Linked DNA regions of Arachis hypogaea: region 2 is linked to region 1. Evidence: chromatin contacts called from public Hi-C data. All regions are on one chromosome and are shown on one strand. The core of a region is the stretch at or near the end of the contact, and the rest is flanking DNA. Distances in the headings are between cores, read along the strand shown.

Evidence for each region. Hi-C and Micro-C count contacts between places; a contact is called where the count stands out from the background.
Region 2: a contact with region 1 is called in a Hi-C map of leaf, with 2.4 times the contacts expected there. The contact joins the promoter of LOC112715663 here to the promoter of LOC112715660 in region 1. A contact is called at or near these places in 2 of 8 Hi-C or Micro-C datasets (leaf and an unstated tissue).

What each region holds. Positions count from the first base shown.
Region 1 is chr10:71,182,596-71,189,447 of arahy.Tifrunner.gnm2.J5K5, forward strand. It overlaps LOC112715660, which reads right to left and starts at 2,711. Exons shown (of 16, transcript XM_072204890.1): 1 at 2,306-2,711; 2 at 2,089-2,196; 3 at 1,723-1,887; 4 at 1,294-1,593; 5 at 1,069-1,163; 6 at 429-510; 7 at 102-314. The coding sequence starts at 2,446.
Region 2 is chr10:71,699,695-71,706,635 of arahy.Tifrunner.gnm2.J5K5, forward strand. It overlaps LOC112715663 (ubiquitin-ribosomal protein eL40 fusion protein), which reads left to right and starts at 5,162. Exons shown (of 5, transcript XM_025767452.3): 1 at 5,162-5,512; 2 at 5,612-5,698; 3 at 6,016-6,118; 4 at 6,841-6,907. The coding sequence starts at 5,410.

The sequences.
Region 1 (6,852 bases), core at 1,461-3,960:
GGAAAACCTGGAAATTCGTAACCTGCACATTTATAGTGAGAGAATAGTAGAAGAGAAAACATAGCTCTGGATATCTAGCATCCAAATGTATTTTCACGCACCCCAACAGGTCCTGTAATTAGAAGAAGATTCCGCAAGAATTTGTCCTGGTGTACATTTTCCAAATCAGAGTCACAATCAGAACCATTATAATCATAGTCTTGCAAGTCACTTTGATCCCCATTAGCGGAATGCATTCTGCTTTGCTTTCGTCTTTCCTTCCAAAGTTTTAACCACTCATGCAAGAAATTTACAGATTCATAATTACCGCACACCTAGACAAGAGATTGCACAAGAAAAGCACGAAGAACAATAAGAGTTATAACGTGAAAGTCCAATTAAATTCTTTTAGGAGAGGGAAAAAAGGGCAAGTACCAAAAATCTCTGACCTCAAAGGCCTTTGTTGGCTTGTACTTGTGAATCCATAAGCTTCCGGACTTACCTTGACATTTATGGTAGTAAGACTTCATACTACAATGTAGGATAAAAGGGTTTTAGCAAACAAATGTTCTAGCCGAGGCAAAAGAATATGAGGCAAAAGCAAAAATCAAAACTCATAATTTCCAAGTTGCTATGAATCTCGTTAGTCTAAGAAGCAAAATAAATCCAACTTAAAAACTGCCATTTTCCTACAACAACCACCAATTCTTATCCCACTGGGTAAGGTCGATCACATGGATTAACCAAGCCATTTTCTTACAACTGAATAAAAAATTATTCGCTGAACTACTAACAGAAACCTGGTACACCAAACCATGCTAAAACAGATAGATAGAGAAAGTGGAACATAGACAGTAACAATTAAATTTTGCTTAGACTACTAAACCATGTCAATCAAGATGTTAATCAAATGTTCCCATTACTTTCACCCAGAAACAATACACAGGCACACAAACCAATCAGTTATAATAACAAAAAATTTGGCACAAGGTCATGACTTATGAGCAGAGTCTAGAATGCAAAGGGAAAAGAAAAATAATAATAAAACAAGTTTACACAATTAGGGGTGTGCGCCATGCGCATGTCAACCTTTCTTGGAGAAATCTATTCGGGGGCTGAGTGTCTGATGATCTAAAACAACCTGCTTGCCCTGAAAAAGTACTGACTCCATCAAGCTCCAAATCCTGACAATAATTTTCAGCCATAGTTATAAGTGAATGAAATCCCCCTTCTAAACAAGCTTCTACAATGCACAAAGGGACCAGGTTACCAGGGAAAGGACACATTAGTTAGACTCTAGAACAAATTATATACCATCTTGGCATCATCTGACTTTGAAGGGCATATTGGTTGATCATCAGGCACAGCAGAGTTTGCTAGCGATATTTCTTGCAGAATGTCTGGCAGAAGAGAAAGCTGACCATCTGAGCAAGGCATAGCATTCTGAGAAATTAAAGCATGGAATTGGTCCACAGCACGATGAAGGTTATCAAAATTTAAGGGTTCAACAGAACTCATCAAAACAGGCAAATTCGGAGCTTCTGAACTGTATTTTGCAATGGTAGTCTTCCCCAAAAATGTCCAGTTATTCCAGTCAAGGGATGAGGTACCATCCTGCATTGGTAAAATTTATGTCTAACTCAAATTAGAAGAAGTTGCAGAAATTAAAGCTAACAAAGTAAGTATTAAGCTACCAATGATCATAAATAAGGAGTATCAAATTACCAACACAAATACCACTACCTGACAATTTTCAAAAATATGAACAGGACCCGAAATTCTTCCATCCTCTCTCCTGTCTGTGCATAAACAATGTTTTCTCTTATCCAGCTCCTGAGATTTCTTCCCTAATTTCCATAAAGAAAAAAATGGGTGTATTTGCTGCCCGGCAAACATCCTCGAATACTCCTGAATCAAAGAGATATATGTTGATCACAAATGGGTTGCAAAGGAACAAAAGTAGCTGAATCATGTCAGCACAGAAGTTTTATGTTCAATGTCTTAACTCTTAAAACACTCATATAGACCACATTGTTAATCCACACGCATTGAAAAAAGATATACGTACAAAAAAAAAAATATAGGGCAAGCTGCCAACGAGACACTAACCTCCGCTGACAATTTCGCCTCCAACCGCAAATCAATCTTCTGAACTGAGTCTGATGAAGCTGTCTCCTTAATTCGATTAACCAATACATTTTTCTTTGTCGTGCTACTCTGCTTAAGTAATTAGCATACATTAGGAAAACTGGAACTCCATATTTTAAAATTCTCAAGTCTAGAACTGAATGCGGTAACAAATATAAAAAGTAATAATAACCGATACTTTGGAAACTCTCCTGCAGGCAGTGACTGTTTTGTTACACTTTCTCCGTTTGATGCCACTGAAACCTTCTTTTTCCCCTGCTTCATGGCGGTTCGGTGAACCAATATCGTTGGGATTGGGCATCCGTACCGCATTCTTCATCGGCGGAGAATTCGTGCAAATTATGGTGAATTTCGGGCCCTTGGTGAATTAGGGTTTTGGCATTTGAAGTTAATTTCAGTGTAGAATATAAAGGGAAAATGGGATTCAAAAAAACAAGTATCTTTCCATGCATCTGAATCAAAATTCAATTTTTTCGGTTCTCCATTTATCTAAACTATGATTCTGAAAATTCAAACCGGTTTGTCAAACCAAAAAAACGGTTAACAAAATCGGTTGTAATCAATAATAGAAGCAATATTAAATTATGTTCGGTTGTAACAAAATATAGTATTATAGTGTTCGGCCGCTTTTTCATTATTTTTAAAAAATTAATTTTTATATTTTTATTTTAAAATTATGTATTTAATAAAATAATTTAAATATTAAAAATAAAAAATTAAAAAAATATTATTTTAAATTATTTAACTTTTAAAATGCATAAAATTTATACATTTAAATTAAATAAGACATTTAAAATTTTTTATTACGTTGTTATTATGTGTAAAAAAAATTAAAATAAAAATTTAGAAATATTTTTTATAAATTAACTATTTATAAATATTATTAGGTTTATTTATTTATTTTTATGAGTATTTAATTTGAATTAGAAATAAAAAATTATATTTAAAGTATTTTAATTGATAAAGATATCTTTTAATTTTATTATTCAATTTTTAAAATTATTTTTAATTTTATTATTTTTTAAAATTATTAATTTATATTTTTATTATTGTCTTAATGTCATTGTGATATTACATTGTTTTTTTTTTGTTTTTTTTCTTCTATTTTCTCTTTACTGATAGTTATTAATTATCACCAAATATTATTATCACAACTTTTATCTTGATTGTTACATATAATAACAACCTAATAATTTTAGTATTATACTTAAATTAATTTAAATTTTATTATTCTATACATTAGAAAAAATTAAATAACTTATAAAATTTTTATTTTTATTTTTATTTTTATTTATTAATAATTTATTATTTATTAAATTTTTTATTTTTTATTTCAAATTTATAATTTAAAAAACATAAAAATTAATTTCCTAAAAATATTAGAAAAAAATAACAATATAAAAATTACAATTTTTTTTAAATTAAATGAAACTAAAATCTTAAAAATTTTATTAGTTAGAGACATAGAAGTTGTTGACATATTAGATCTAGAGAAAGATTAAGAATTATTACAAATAAGTGTTAAGAGTAGGAGAGATATTTAACAATGTAATGTTTTTATATTCAATTGTATATGTTAATAGTAGCTAAAATAGTAGTGTCCATATAATATTACTCTTCTAAGAAGATATAATATATTTGATATTTTTTTTATAATTGTTGACAAGTTTTATAATTTGATTAACAAAAAATATGAATACTTAATATCTTAAATTTTGTCGGAAAGCAATAAAATATGACTTAACAAAGATCTGAAAAATTAATACAATGGTAGTTATGGATCAAAGTGATAAACAAAAATGAGAGTTGGGATAATAGTACGGTGATAATTAATTGTGATTGGGATGAATAGAACAAGAAAAAAAAAGAATAAAACAAGGCAACATAATAATAATGATAAGAGAAAGAATAGTGTATAATATGATGAGATAATATAATCAAAATAAAAATTAATAATTTTAAAAAATTATAAAATTAAAGATAATTAAAAAGGTTGAAGATAAGATTGAAGAAATATATTTTTTATCTATTAAAATTATGGATGGAGATAAAGAATATTTTGGATATAAATTTTTAAATTTGTTTTTAATTAAATAGGATTGAGAAAATAAACAAATTTAATAATATTTATAAATAACTAATCTTTAAAGAATATTAGTAAAATTTTATATTGATTTTGTTACACATAATAATAAATTAATATTTTTTTAATCTTATTTTTTAATTTAAATTTGTTTATTTTAACATTTTATATGGTAAATAATTTAAGATATTTTATTTTTTTATAATTTATTTTTAATTATTATTAAATTCATAATTTTAAAATAAAAATATAAAAATTAATTTCTTAAATTCAATAGAAAAGCGGCTCAACAGACACGATAGTGCCTGGTGAGCCGCTAGTAGAATATAAAAGGAAAATGGGATTCAAAAAATCAAGTATCTTTCAATGCGTCTGACGTTAGGATTTTTGCCAATAAAGAATTTCATAAAAACAGTCGCGTTGTAGATATAGTCTCTAAACCAACAGAAATCCCTTCGTACAAACGTTTTGGTTGTCACAAGTAACAAACCCCTTTAAAAATTGTTAACCGAGTATTTAAACCTCGGGTCGTCTTCTCAAGGAATTGCAGGGAGGTATGTTCTTATTATTGGCTATGAAAAAGGTAAAATTGGGGTTTTGGAAGTAAAGGTGGGAATATGTTATATGACAAGTAAAATAAAATAATAATAACTGTAAAATAAACTCTTGGCAAGATATGGGAACTGGAGGTCCTATCCTGGTTATCCTTATCAATTGTAATGAGAATTGGATTTTTCTCCCACTTTGTTAACCTCTAACAATGAAGGTAAGTTAAGTGGATGAATTCCAATTTCCAATTAACAATGAGTTTGATAACTCAAGAGTCGCCAGTTATTTAACCAAAGCCAAAAGGAAAACTATCTACTCGAATGAAAATAATTTGGATAAGTACCGACAACATAAATTAAAGAAAGCAATCATAGATCTGAAATATCTCAAATAGCATTAATTTAAAAGAGTAATCTGTAACATGAAAGAGTTCATAAATTTAATTGGAAAAATAAATAAAAAGGAACATTGAACCTGAATCGAGAGTCACTCTTAAAAACCAAGAGAAGTCCTAAATCCTAGTTTCTAAAAATCCTAATTTCTAATCCTAATCCTAATCCTAAGAGAGAGGAGAGAACCTCTCTCTCTAAAAACTGCATCTAAAATTGTAAAAAGTAAATTATGAGTGCATGATCTGAATGGATGCAATCTCTCTACTTTATAGCCTCTAATCTGAGTTTTCTGGGCCGAAAACTGGGTCGAAAATAGCCCAGAAATCGCTGGAGAAGAAATCTGCCACGCTGGTTTTTCGTCACTGCGACGCGGCCGCATGAAGCACGCGGTCGCATCGCCTCGCGTCAGGGCCACTATGGCATATTATATATCAAATCGAAGCCCCGGATGTTAGCTTTTCAACGCAACTGGAATTGTGTCATTTGGACCTCTGTAGCTCAAGTTATGGTCGTTTTAGTGCGAGAGGGTCAGGCTGACAGCTTTGCAGTTTCTCCAACTTCTTGTATTCCTTCCACTTTTGCATGCTTCCTTTCCATCCTCCAAGCCATTCCTGCCCTATAATCTCTGAAATCACTTAACACACATATCAAGGTATCTAATGGTGATAAGAGAGGATTAAACATAGGGAACTTAAGGTCAAAGAAGCATGTTTTCAATCAGAGCACATAATTAGGAAGGCAAATGTAAAACCATGCAAATAGTATGAATAAGTGGGTAAAGAGTTGATAAGAACCACTCAATTGAGCACAAGATAAACCATGAAATAGTAGTTTATCAACCTCCCCACACTTAAACATTAGCATGTCCTCATGCTAAGCTCAAAAGAAGCTATAAAGGAATGAAGAGGAATGATAGAATGTATAAGATGCAACCTATGAATGCAACTAAATGCAAAATGTTTCTACCTACTTGGTTAAAAATAAATAAGTTCTTCAAGATAAATATGAACTGGATTTCACTAATTCAAATCACAAAATACAATACAAATAACTTGCAAGAAGAAGATAGCTCATGAAAGCAGGGAACATAGAATTGAGCACTGAACCCTTACTGGTAGTGTATATCATTCTAACTCTCAAGTGTCTAGGGTCAATTCTCTCAATTTTCTACAAATCTTGCTTTCTATAGCTTGCTCTTCATCTAACAATCAACAAAAATTTAATGCACCAATACACAAATCAAGAGGTCTTTTAAGGGTTGTAATGGGGTTAGGGTCAAGATAGGATTGTATTTGGCCAAGTGGACTAAAATTTGAATCCTTAATTAACATAAACTATTCCACCTAACTTAGGACAATCCATGTAATCATAATATAAAATCTGACTTCCCATTAACTATGTTTTCTACATATTCATGCATTCTAATTTCAAGTACAACTTATATGCATTGCTTTCACCACTTACTTTGGGGCATTTTGTCCCCTTTCACTTATTTTGCTCTTTTTTTATATATTTTTTTCTTTTGTTTTTCTCAATGCATATGATTAATTTATTGAATGCATGAACATGTCCTAAACATTTCTTTCACATTTTCAGAAAATTCTAACATACTCAATTCTCAAACCAGATATTTCCAAACCCACTCTTCCCCACACTTAATTCATAAGCATTCTCACTAGTCTAAGCTAACCAAGGATTCAA
Region 2 (6,941 bases), core at 3,912-6,411, 520 kb after region 1:
AAGGTATTTAACCTGCCCGGGGCCTACCGGGAAGGGTCCGAGGAGGTCAAGCCCCCACTCGCTGAAGGGTTGGAAGGCCATCAATAAACTTAACTTGGCTGCTGAGGTCCTATAGAAATTGGCGTTTTCTTGACACTTCTTGCATCTCTTCACGAATTCCTGGGAGTCCGACATCATCGACGGCCAGAAGTAGCCGGCCCTGACGTGCTTCCAAGCCAGGGCTTTTCCACCGATATGGTGGCCACAACATCCTTCGTGGACCTCGCTCGAAACATAGTCCGTCTGATCGGGGTGCAGGCACTTCAGCAGGGGCTGGTTCAATCCTCTTTTCAACAGTTGGCCCTGCATTATCGCGTAGTTAGCCACTTTCCTCCTTATCACCTTCACCGCCTTTTCATCCTTAGAGAGCTTACTGTTTTCCAAGAAGTTGGTAATTAGATCCATCCATGAGGGGATGTCGGCTGCTTGGGTTACGCACAAGGTAAACGTTGGTTCTTTTACCAATCCTTGGATCAAGGATCAGTTTCCCGCTCCAAGCTTCGTGCCTGCTAGCTTTGACAAGAGGTTGGCTCGTGTGTTTCTTTCTCTTGGAATGTGCTGTACCACGACCTCATCGAATTCCTTGCTCAAAATTTTGACCCTTTCTAAGTATTTCTACGACAAGGAATCTCTGGCTTGGTAGGTTCCATTGATTTGGGAAGTGACGACTTGAGAGTAACTGTTTATCTCCACTTTGGTTGCTCCCACTTCTTTTGATAAGAGCAGACCCCCTATGACGGCCTCGTATTCTGCCTGGTTGTTAGAGACTGGGAAATCGAACTTGATAGACTGCTTGTATATCATTCCCGTCGGGCTTTTGAGGATTATCCCTACCCCCTCCCCCCAAACGTCTGGTTGGAAGCTCCATCAACGTGGAGTTTCCACCGTGTGTCTGGTATCTCGTGAGGGCCCCCGGTCATTTCCACTAGAAAATCGGTCATCGCTTGGGCTTTAATTACATGCCTGGGCTCATATTGCAGATCGTACTAAGATAGTTCAACTGCGCAGGTAATCAACCGTCCCGTTAGGTCAGGCTTTTGTATTACCTGGCGAATGGCTTGGTCAGTCCTGACGGTGATCTGACGCCTTTGGGAGTACTGCCTTAACCTTCGAAACGAGATCCAGAGTGCGTAAGACAGCTTTTCTAACTTATTGTACCATAGCTCCACACCTTGTAATACTTTGCTGATGAAGTAGACCAGTTGTTGGATCTTTCCCTCTTCTCGGACAAGGAGGCCGCCAAGGCTTCGTCCATTACTGCCAAATATAGGAATAGCATCTCACTGTCTTTGGGTTTGCCTAGGACTGGTGGTGTTGAAAATATGTCTTTGAAGTGGTTGAAGGCCTCTTCACAGGCCAGGGTCCACTCGAAGGCTATCCCCTTCCTCATGAGGTTGAAAAAGAGGAGAGCTCTGGCCGCCGATGCGCCGAGGAAACGAGATAGGGCTGTCAGCCTTCCGGGTAATCTCTACATGTCTTTGATGCACTCCGGACTCATCATTCATAGAATAACTTCACACTTGTCAGGGTTCGCCTCGACCCCCCTCTAGGTTATCATGAATTTGAGGAACTTCCCGGCATCCATGGAGAAAGCACATTTGAGAGGGTTAAGTCTCATGTTGTGTTTGCGAAAAAATGCGAACACGGTCTTGAGGTCGCCAATCAAGTCTTCTGGTTGGCTGGTCTTTACCAAGATATCGTCCACGTACACCTCCACTGATTTTCCGATTAGATCACTGAAGACCTTGCTCATCAGTCTCTAGTAAATTGCTCCTACGTTCTTCAGTCCAAATGGCATTACCTTGTAGCAATAGGTGCCTCCCGGCGTTAATAAACGCTATTTTTTCCTCGTCAGGCCGGTGCATCAATATCTGTTGAACCCTGAGTACGCATCCATGAAGCTTAAAAAACGATACCCCGTTGTCGCGTCTACTAAGGCGTCAATGTTGGGAAGAGGGAAAGAGTCCTTGGGACATGCTTTGTTGAGGTCTGAATAATCTATGCACATCCTCCGTTTCCCATTTGCCTTTCTGATGAGGCCTACGTTCGACAGCTACGTTGAGTATTCGAGTTCTCTGATGAACCCAGCTTCTAACAGGCTGGCCGTTTGTTTGGCCACCTCGTTAGCTCTCTCTTGGGACATTTTTCTCCACCTCTGGGAAACAGGCTTGGCGTCCGGTGTTATGGCAAGCCAATGTGACATGATGTCGGGATCTACTCCAGGCATGTCGGCTGGCGTCCAAGCAAACAAGTCATTGTTTACCCTTATAGTGTTCATGAGGGGCTCCTTCAGGTTATGGGGGAGGTTCCTATTTACGAGTGTAAATTTCTCCTCAACGTCTCCTACCATGAACTTCTCCAGATCTCCCTCGGGTTCGATCCTTGGTTTGTCGTCAATCCTAGCATCCAAATCGGCTAGGAAAACCCCAGCTGCTTCTTTCGATTTCTTCCTTAGAGAGAGGCTGGCGTTGTTTCACACAATCGCCGTTTCTAAGTCCCCCTAAAGGATCCTACCGATCCATCATTAGCAACAAATTTTATTACCAAAAGCTTAGTGCATACCACAACAGAGAATTCATTGATTGTTTTCCTCCCCAGAATGATATTGTAGGCTGTTGAGTCCCTTAGTATGACAAACTCTGCCATTACCGACCTCCTTCCTTGTCCTCCTCCTATATAAACCGGGAGGGAGACTACCCCATTGGGTTTTATGAAGTTGTCCCCTGGGCCGACCACTCCGTGCTGATGTGTTTTTAGGTCATTTTCTCGGAGCCCCAGGGCGTCAAAGACATTCCTGAACATAATGTTGGAGTCGGCGCTGGTGTCAACGAGGATTCATTTGACCAGTCCTGTTCCGACTCTTGCTGTGATCACCATGGGGGGATTCTCCAGGATGTCATGGAACCACTGGTCCTCTGGCCCAAACGATATCCTTGGAGCTTCCCAGGACGAGGTCCCATGGCTACTTGACGACACGGCCAAGATCTTAGCGTCCTTCTTCGCTGCGGACTTCGACCTGGGGGATGCGTCCCATCCAACCACAATGTTAACGACAGTAAGGCCACGGTCATTGTCCTTGTTGGGCTCTTGTCTTGGCCTCACGGCTCGGCCCTTGTTCCCTACAGATCATTCGCGCTCTCTCCTCCTGGGTTCCTATATGAATTGTGAGAACTCTACCAGTTTGCCTTCACGAATGGCTTGTTCCAAAGCGTCCTTTAAATCGAAGCAGTTCTGGGTCTTGTGGCTGAAGCCTTTATGGTAGTCACAGCACAAACTCTTCTTCCCGCCCGTTCTGTCCCTGAGTTGTTGAGGCTTCGACAAGATGCCCTTGTCGGCGATTTGCTGGTAGACCTCGACAATCGGGGTTGTTATAGGGGTATAGTTCGTGAACTTTCCAATCCGAGGGAATGGCTTGAAAGGCTTAGCTGGTCCTCTGTCCTTGGAGGGTTCCTTCGGCCTCTCGCCGTGCCTGGGTTGACGAAGAGGAACTTGGGCCGGTTGCCGTTTATTGGCTGCCACAACCTGGCTCACTTCCTCATCATTGATGTATTCTTTCGCAACGCCCTGGATCATCCTGCAAGGTCCACACAGGCTTGGTGGTGAGGTGTTTTCTGAAGTCTTCGTTCGACAACCCGTTCGTCAGACATAGGCTGGCCACCGAGTCGGTCAGACCATAAATTTTCAGGCACTCGTTGTTGACCTGTCAAGGTACTTCCTGGTAGACTCCCCGTTTCTTTGGGTCACACCTAGGAGGTTGATTGGGTGCTTGGCTTTAGCGATACGTGTGGTGAATTGCGACATAAAGCTGCACGTTATGTCCGAGAAGGTCCTCATGGACCCTTTGGGTAGCGCATTGAACCATCGAATTGATGGTCCTGCCAAGGTTATGGGGAAAGCGCGACACCTCACCTCGTCGCCCACACCCTCGAGATTCATCCTAGCCTCAAAGGCCATTAAGTGTTCCCAAGGGTCTTGGGTTCCGTCATATCACATGTCCGTTGGCATAAGTGCTTCGGCAGCCAGACCTCGAGAATGAAGTGGTGAAAAGGGGTTGCTCCCATAATTATTGGGTTTCGTCGCCTTCTCAGCTTCTCTTTGCTCTCTTCTCGGTCTTCTGCCTCAGCATGAGTCGCAAAGGGCTGAGTGTAGATTATGGGGTCTTGTCGTCTTCTCGATATTTTTCTGCTTTCGCCTTGGCTGTCTGACTCAGCGTGGGTCGGGGGAGACCGAGCAACTGTTCTATGCCTGGCATGTTCGTTCCTCTAGGGACTTCTCCTCCGGGGTTCCACCGTTTGCGGAGGAGATCGGGTGTGAGAGGGGATTCGGGCTAGGTCAAAAACGGTCCCTAGCTGCGAGCTCCATCTCGAGATTTTGCACCCAATGGCGCAGTTCCTGCATAATTCTCGTGTTATCGCCCCCGTCCCCCCGAAAGGACGCCTTTCACGAGAGGGGGAGGGGGTTCGTTCCTGCGAGAGGGGAATCTCGTGCGCTCGCGAGAGGATGCTAGGGAGGCCGCCCAGCTCGTACGGTAAGTGCCCTCTTCCTTGCGCGCCTCGCCTCCTTGTCCTTCGACCGGCCCCAACAAGAAGTCTATTGATGCCAGCGGTCCCCACAGACGACGTTAATGTTCTGTTTCTCGGCTCCTGAACAGGTCGGGTGTGCCAAATGCTTAGAGATGATGGGGAAGCTGGATTCGGATAACCTTCACGCGTCTAGATCTCTCGGGCCAGCGTGTAGAGGAGGAGGTCGAGGCTTGAGTTCCTCCCATGTTTGTGATGTGGAATGGGGGGCCACCTGCAAAAGGACTCCGACGCTCAAGTCAGCGTTCATACAAGGCGGCAGATAGGGTAAAGGATATATGTCGTACCTTTGGGGAGGGGTAGGACCCTCCCCTTATATAGTCTATACTAGGGTGAGTCCCATATGAGTAGATCCACTTTCTGGAAAGTATTCTTCCCAATTTTCAAGTGCCTTAATGACGAGGAGGTAACATTTGGGTTGCCTCCTCGTTCAGGTCGTGTGAAGCTGTCGGTCAATCGATTCCAAATAGAGGGCTAGCTGAACTGGGCCAGAACAATAAATTTAAATAAAATGATGAATAAACTTGTCAAATATTAAAATTATTCAAAAAATTTTATGGATTATTCTTTGAGATTTTTTTTTTATGAGCATCTGAACCTTTTGAGTTAATAATAATAAAAGCAAAGAATTGGTGTCGGAATAAGAAAAACGGGTTTCCAGTCAAAGCGTTATCTTAGAAACCCTAATCGTAAAAATCCGACCCCTATATATCGTAAAGTACGCAGAAACCCCAAAACTAACCGAGGTTTTGTGAGGGGGGAGAAAGAGAGAAGTAGAAAACAAAGAAAGATGCAGATCTTCGTGAAAACCCTAACGGGGAAGACCATCACCCTGGAGGTGGAATCTAGTGACACCATCGATAACGTCAAGGCCAAGATTCAGGACAAGGAAGGTTTAGTATTTTCCGCCTTTTTCATATTGATTATCTTGTTTGCAACACAAAAGATAACCACAAAACATTGATTCTGATTTTTACTCCTGGCTGTGTTAGGGATTCCGCCGGACCAGCAGAGGTTGATCTTCGCCGGAAAGCAGCTTGAGGATGGCCGTACACTCGCCGATTACAACATCCAAAAGGGTTAGTCCGGCCATTTCGACATCGTAATTCTCGGAATTTAAAAACAGAAAGGAAATTCATGTCTACTTTTAATTGATTTGTTGAAACTATATTTCGGACGAATAATGTATGAATTGTGAGATTGTGAGAACTTGCGAAGTTGGAAAATGGATGATGGAAATAATTAATTCAGTATGAAATGTGTTTTAGGAAATGTGTATTAGGAAAGATGGTTTACTTTATTCCTGTCCAATGAGGATGTTGAATCTGGTGAAGTGCCTAGAATAATGATGGTTTAGATTTCGAGTCTTATTGGATCAGTTATCATTGTCTTGCAGAGTCGACATTGCATCTTGTTTTGAGGCTTCGTGGTGGAATTATTGAGCCATCTTTGATGGCATTGGCCAGGAAATACAATCAGGATAAGATGATCTGCCGCAAGTAAGTTCAAACACTACAATCTTGTTTGTTAAAAGTTTTAGATTGTTCATTATGGAAGTAGTACTTCACAAAAAAGAAAAGTTTAATGGTCGGCAATTTTAATTTATATTAGCAAACACTTTTAACCAGTAGGCCGACATCTTTAGGCCAACAGCCCAACACCATTTCTTTTAGGAAACACTTTTATCTATTGTTGGCTTATTGCTAGCCAAAAACAATAAATTGGATTGGCCTTGTAAGTTGTAACTCTGTTGCTTCACAAAATTTGATTAGTTCAATTTTTCTTGATAGCTACTAGTGCTTACTATGTGGTGGTTGATGAAACTGCCTGAAGTTAGTGCCTTCTTTCAGATGATAAATATCCAATTTAAAATCTTTGAAGGAAGAATTTGATTTAGAAAAATTTCGGTGACAAATTTGGATGACCATTTACTCTATAAACTTACTGGTATTATAGCTTTTATAATTTGTACTGATGGAATTATTACGTTATCAATGGATTCTTTTCAGAAATTATGAGTTTAACTGATTTGTTGATCAACCTGCATTTAGTAACTGGTTAATAGCATAATTGCTAACCCTCTATTAATGACTAGATTAACTTGAATTGGTTTGTTTATTATTGATGACTAGAATAACCTGTGTTGGTTTGTAACATTAAAATTTGGGACTATTTCTACATTTGATCTACTTTGCCTAAATGGTTATATTGTGCTTTGCAGGTGTTATGCACGTTTGCACCCTCGTGCTGTCAATTGCAGGAAAAAGAAGTGCGGGCACAGCAACCAGGTACTGCTTACAAAATCGGAAAATCTAATTTGCA